Regions from separate parts of the Mus musculus genome. Here region 1 is linked to region 2. Evidence: chromatin contacts called from public HiChIP or PLAC-seq data. All regions are on one chromosome and are shown on one strand. The core of a region is the stretch at or near the end of the contact, and the rest is flanking DNA. Distances in the headings are between cores, read along the strand shown.

Region 1 (3,335 bases), core at 689-3,188, 540 kb before region 2:
TTAGGGAGGCCCAGTGGGCCCCCATAGGACAGCCTGGGACAAGCAGAGGCCAGCTTAGGGAGGCCCAGCGGGCCCCCATAGGACAGCCTGGGACAAGCACAGGCCAGCTCAGGGAGGCCCCACCTGGCCCCACAGCCCACAGCAGGGATGGCCTCCCCCAAGGCACGGGCGTCTGGAAGCCAGGGAATCTGGCTTCCTGTACTGGCGCGACACTAAGCCTCATTGACGATCCATGATGCTTGCCCCCTCGTATGGATTCTAGAGATCTGGTCCCTGAGTGAGAGCTCCGAGCAGAGCACACTGGGGGAGGGGACAGAAGGTACAAGCTGTTGAGGCTGTAATTCTCCCATCCCTGTGTGCACGTGGGCATGGATGTGGGTGGAGCCAACCCCAAGCACCTTTCCTCAGGAGCTATCCATCTTTATCTTGAGACAGGGTTTCTCGCTGAGACCTGGGGTTCCCCGATTAGGCTAGGCTGGCTGGTCAACAAACCTCATGCCACCATGTCTGGCTTTTTCACATGGGTGCTGGGGACTAAACTCAGGTCTTATCCTTTTGTGCCAAGCAGCTTACCAACTGGGCCATCCATCCAGTCCCAGAAGGTGTTAATATACTAATACAATAATGTCTGGACCTCAGAAAGAACACCAAAGAGTCCAGTAGTTTCCATGGTTACTCACAGCCAGGGATTTATCCTGCGAGGGCTCGCTGGAGATTTCCAGGACTCTGGAATGTAGCCTTCTATATTGGCATAGTTCTCTGAGCTTTGCCATGGCTGTGACCTTCCCTGTCTCTAGCTCAGTGGTTCTCACCCTTACTAATGCTGTGACCTTTTAATACAGTTCCTCGTGTTGTAGTGATTCCCAACCATACAATTATTTTCATTGCTACTTCATAACTGTAATTTTGTTACTGTTGTGAACTGTAAATATCTAAAGTTTTCTTCTGATGGTCTTAGGTGACTCCCGTGAAAGGGTCATTTGGCCCCAAAAGGGTCATGACCCACAGGTTGAAAAACATTGCCCAATCCCTTTCCATGGCCCTTTCTCCTCCTTCCTCACTCCCACCCCTACCCTATTCACCGAATCCAGCCTAGTCACCCATGCCCCGGGGGGACAGCAGCTTTTCCTGATCAGGAATGTCAGAATCCTATATCTTCCTATCAAAAGGCACCTCTCTCCTCCCAGACCACCTCTGACAGAATGCTTCTCCTACCCCTGCCCCTTCCTGGGCTCACCCTATCCCCGAGTATGGCCTCTATGTATCTAACGTCTTGCTGGGCTGGGATACCCCAAGAAAGCCCCACATCACTCACAGCATCAATATTTCCTTTGATAGCTTCAATCCGCCCAGCAAAGAACAGGAAGATGGCGCCCTGCAATGATACTCGTGAGGATCCGGGTGGGTCCACTGGGTACTGGTGGGGTGGGAGTGCCCAGCAGGGACTGGTCTCACCTTGGGGTATCGGTTCAGGTAGGGCTTCAGCAGCTTCTCTGCCTCCTCGATGTTGACATTCCCAGTACCTGGAGGTGGCAGGGAGGTACATTGCTCGGGTAACCGTTGCTGGGGCCTGCGCTCCCTCTAACAACCTGCCAAAGCCTTCTTGGGGCCTCTGCCTTTCCCTTGTGGGATGGTACAATGATTCCTCCTATCTCTAGAGTGATAGGAGGCTTAAACAAGCTAATGTGGATACTGCCGGGTCACATCACAGGCTCAATAATCTGGAGGCCACTTTTCAGTCTGCACCCAGGAGGGACAGCATCTTCATACTTTCCACAAGGTGGCGCAATCGCCCCCATTTCACAGATGGAACCCACAGAGAGAGGAAATTGCTGTTCAGTAAGCCAGATGCAGGCTGCAGACCTGGCTCGGCCCCAGTCCTGCGTGCCTGAGCAGGGTGTGCAGCCTCTCACCCGGGAGCCCGCCCTCTTGCACACTGGGCCTCCTACCGAGCACGAAGGTGAGGAAGGTGTGATAACACAGCAACAGCATGACGCACAGCACTGCACGGAAGCTGTGTCCGGTTGCGCCCTCCTCCAGCTGCAGCAGCCCATAGTCCTGGGGACAAGAAGAGAGGCTGGCAGTCATGAGACCCCCATGAGGGGGTCAAGAGTGCGTGCAGGTGGAGCGATGGGGAGGGGAGAAGGAATAGCTTGAGGAAAATAACCCTAACCACAATCTGGTACTGATGGTTCCAGAAGCCTGGGGCCTTGAAAGGCTTGCTGGGGGAGAATGTTCCAGAACATCTCTGTGACCAGACCTAACCTGTGTGTGTAGTCTCCATCTTCTCAAATATAGGCCTGGCCTGCCTCAAACCCTCCACAGCTTCTCTGCTGGGGGAATTGCTGCGCCCGAACAGGCTAGGGTTGACCTTCCCACCTGAGACCTCCCTATCCAACTGCCTGCTCTAGGGAGCAACACACGGGGCCCTGAAGCCTCCAGCTGTGGGGGTTTCCCAGGGCCAAGGATGGGGCTCACACAACTCAGCTCTCACCCACAACGAGAAGCGAAACAGGCAGAGCCGTGGCCAACCTTATCGCTATTTTTTCTTCTTCTTTTTTAAGATTTATTTACTATATAGCACACTACATGCATGTATGTATGCACACCAGAAGAGGGCACCAGATTTCATTATAGATGGCTATGAGCCACCATGTGATTGTTGAGAATTGAACTCAGGACCTCTGGAAGAGCAGTCAGTGCTCTTAACCTCTGAGCCATCTCTCCAGCCCCTTCTGAAGACTGTTATGTGTCATGCTTTGTGTTTGTTTGTTGAGAAAGGGTCTCACCAAGTATATCTAATAACTGCCCTGAAACTCACTCTATAGACCAGGCTGCTGGCCTTGAACTCAGAGATCCTCCTGCCTCTACCTCTGTCTTCGAAGTGCTAGCATTCAAGCTGTGAGCCAGCAGGCCTGGCTTTGTATGGGCCTCTTAATGATTTTTTTTCCATGATTAAATTAGGTGGATTTTGCATAATAACATCTCCTTTAAATACATTTAGGTAAAAAATGATGTCATTTTGGGAAAAAAAATAACAGATAAACCATAAACTAGTGATATGTGTCTGATATCAGGACGGCTAGAGAAACTATCTCCCTCAGCATCTTCAGGACAATATGAAGCCTCTTATTTTACAGAGAGGAGGTTCATGGAGAAAGGGGAATTGTCTAGCATCGTGGGGAGGAGGCTGGGGATGACTCCTGACGTCCAGGACAGTGCTCTGTTCACCACACTGGCTGCATCCTGAAGGGGACTTCCCTGCTCTGCTCCCCCAACCCCTGCTGGTGTGCCAGGTCTTGGCCTCAGTGAGTCTCCTGGTTCTTCTCAACGTC
Region 2 (3,142 bases), core at 299-2,798:
CTATAGACTATATATGTGTGTGTTCCTTCCTCTATCTTTGTAGTAAATCAATCATCAAATCTAGTAAATTCCTAAGTCTCTCTCATTTCTAGCTTCTATGTCACTTTGTCACTATCACTGTGTCCTCCTGAAATTCACATGTTGAAATATTAACTTGAACTGTGGCTATATTTGGAAATGGGACCCCCTAAGAATCATGTCCTGAGAGATGCCAAGAACCTTCAATGTCGTTTCTCCTGCACAGCCATGCAGATGGAAGGGCTTAGGGGTACACAGGAGAAACGTATCATTTACCACCCTGCCTGTACCCTGATCTTGGACTTCCTGTAGAACCGTGAGAAAACCTTTTCTGCTGCTTAAGCCACCTAGTCTGTGGTACTTGTTACTGCCTAGTGACTTTTTAATTGCTGTGACAAAACACCATGACTACCACAACCTATTTTAAAAAGTGTTCAACTTGGGGGTAACCTGGCAAGAGGCAGGCAGATATGGCATGGAGCAGTAGCTGAAGGCTTGCATCTCCATCCACAAGCACAAGGTAGAGAAAGATAACTGGGAATGTGAGGAGCTCCCAAAACTCAGAGCCTACCCTCATTGACACACACAGCTTCTCCAATAAGGCCACACTCCCGAATCCTTCACAGTCAGTTCTACCAACTGGGGACCAAGTATTTAAACCTAGGTAGTTAGATCACATCAGCAGTTCTTCAATTCTACCCTGCCTTAAAACCACCTGCTAGCCCAGATTTTTGGGTCCTACCACCAGCATTTTGGATTCCTTATGCTTGTGGTGAGGTCAAAGAGTGAATTTCTAATAAATCCCCAAGTGTTGCTAGTGTGGTTGTACCACAATTGGAGAACCCTTTAATCCCAACAATCAAGAGGCAGAAAGAGGTAGATCTCCGTAGTAAGTTCAAGGCCAGCCAAGGCTACAAAATGACATCCTGTCTCAAAAAAAAATGCTATATTCCTCATAACAGTCATATATATATGAGAAATAATTTTTAAAAAAATAGATGTAGACTCTTCCATTAAGACATATGTACAATATATTATACATTTAATAAGTATAATAGATGATAACACATTATGTGTTTTGAATACTTTCACAAATTTTCAAGATTTCCAAGTGCAGTGCTAAGTTACTGCTAAGTACTCTGACAAGCTTCTGAAATAAGTGTGTATTTTCTTAGTACCATTAGTAGATAGCAATAGTAGTTAAGTCTCCAACTTCCAAGACTGCCAGTCCTCCAATTTGGAGGATTTGGACTCTCTCTGTGGTTTCTTCCCGCATTCTATCAGTGACCAAGAGAATACTCAAAGGCTATATAACAGACATTGCCATTTCTTTGGTTTCTTAGCTCGCACACCGTGGAAGAACAGCTGTCATACAATGAAGATGCTGAAGTAGCTCTATGAAGATGCTAAGAGAGCCAGATGGGAAGGAGGGAAGGCCTTCTGCCAACAGCCAGCACCAGACGTGTGAGTAAGCCAGCAACCTTGGAAGTGGATCCTCTCGCACCAGTCCATCCTTCAGCTGCTTGCAATTCAAGCCAATATTTGGCTACACTTCATGAAAAGCTCCAAGCTGCCCCTACCGTTAGACCCACTGCAGCTGTGAGCTGATCAATTATTTCTCTTGGTTTTCACCATGGAGCAATTTGTTATGCAACAATAGATAGTTAATCCATAATGAATATCTATGGTACACGTACTGTGTCCCAGAAATGACACTAAGTATTTAGATGAGATCGTAATCCCCTCTGAAGGAAGGGGTGCTCCAGAGGGTTAAATAACTTAGTCGTGGTTCCATGGCTTATAAGTAGGAGAAGTAGAATTAGGGTCTGTAATCCTCATGTCTGGTTTCTTGGTCACTCCTCTGAAACAGCATTGATATCTGATGCTGTAAGACACGGAGGTCACAAAGCAGCCCTACCTCCTTGACCTTGTATTGACAACTAGTTCTATCTCATTCTGCCCACGGTGCCCAGCACTCACCCATATCTGCAGCTTCACACGCTTCTCATGGCGGTAGACTGTCTTCACTTTGAAGTCGATACCCACAGTGCTGACAAAGGCAGGGGTGAAGGTGTCATCAGCATAGCGGAAAAGGAAGGAGGTCTTCCCGACGCTGCTGTTGCCAATGATGAGCAGTTTGAACATGTAGTCAAAGTTCTGGTCGGAGGCATCTTTGATTCCAGTCTTACCATCAGTCACTGAAGCCATCTGTAAGAGAGACCTGTGGTCACTCTGCTGTGACTTAGTGACCTCCTAATGGTCACCTGCCATCGTAGAAGAAATACTACATAAGCAGAACTTCCCCACCTCTGTCCCTGCCCCAAATGTTGTTTCAGGATTGGGGTGGAACCCAGCTCCTCCCATTCATTCTTTCAACAAGTATTTACTGAGCAGTTTGCTCTGGGGTGAGCCCTGTGCTGAGCGCCGGGGTGGGGTGGGGGGTGTTCAAATATGAATCAGACACCGTGACTGATGTCTAGGTTGCCACAGAAAACAATACAAGAATGGAAAACATGATTAGCAGAACAGCAGATAGATGACAAGTCAGGTAAGCCCTGGTGTACTCTGGAGACCTGGTGATCACAGAGAGTCTTCTGGGGGGAGGGGGCAAGCTCAGTATTGAACTGTCATTCTCTGTGTGTAAAAATGTTTGGTGCCTCACAGCTCGACAGTTAAAACCTGAACAGTTTTTAACAGTTCCAAGTTCACACACACACACAAAACTGACTAAACACACAACTCTTTTTTAAAATTGTTTTATTAATTTGCATTCCAAAAATTGCCCCCCTTCTTGGTCCCCCCTCCAAGAGTTCTTTACCCCATACTCCCTCCCCTTTGCCTCTGAGAGAATGATTCCCACCCAACCAGTTACCCACTCCCATCTCACTGAGCTTCATGAAACTAAAAATCTTCTGTAAGGCAAAGGACACTGTCAATAAGACAAAACAGCAACCTACAGATTGGGAAAGGATATTCACTAACCCTACATTTGATAAGGGTTAATATCCAAAATATTTAAAGAACTCAACAAGTTAACCTCAAAAAACCCCAAATAACCCAATTAAAAAGTGGGGTACAGAGTTAAACAGAAAATTCTCAACAGAGGAATCTTGAATGGCCAAGA

Evidence for each region. HiChIP or PLAC-seq counts read pairs in DNA pulled down with a chosen protein or histone mark.
Region 1: a FOXA1 HiChIP or PLAC-seq map of pancreatic cancer cells shows a contact between it and region 2. The contact joins two enhancer-like sites. A contact is called at or near these places in 2 of 115 datasets of contacts at active chromatin or transcription factors (embryonic stem cells and pancreatic cancer cells).

Annotation. Positions count from the first base shown.
Region 1 is chr4:109,429,579-109,432,913 of GRCm38.p6, reverse strand. Ttc39a (tetratricopeptide repeat domain 39A) reads right to left here. Exons shown (of 18, transcript NM_153392.2): 9 at 1,950-2,058; 10 at 1,456-1,523; 11 at 1,316-1,375. Among named protein-coding and RNA genes, the nearest start is that of Ttc39a, 24 kb to the right of the region's middle. Within about 2 kb of position 1,938, at least 53 of the 459 cell types and tissues checked have an H3K27ac peak or open chromatin away from gene starts, as enhancers often do. A contact at or near this core is called in pancreatic cancer cells, where this site is marked.
Region 2 is chr4:108,889,392-108,892,533 of GRCm38.p6, reverse strand. Rab3b (RAB3B, member RAS oncogene family) reads right to left here. Exons shown (of 5, transcript NM_023537.5): 2 at 1,999-2,226. The coding sequence starts at 2,226. Among named protein-coding and RNA genes, the nearest start is that of Rab3b, 12 kb to the right of the region's middle. Within about 2 kb of position 1,548, at least 9 of the 459 cell types and tissues checked have an H3K27ac peak or open chromatin away from gene starts, as enhancers often do. A contact at or near this core is called in pancreatic cancer cells, where this site is marked.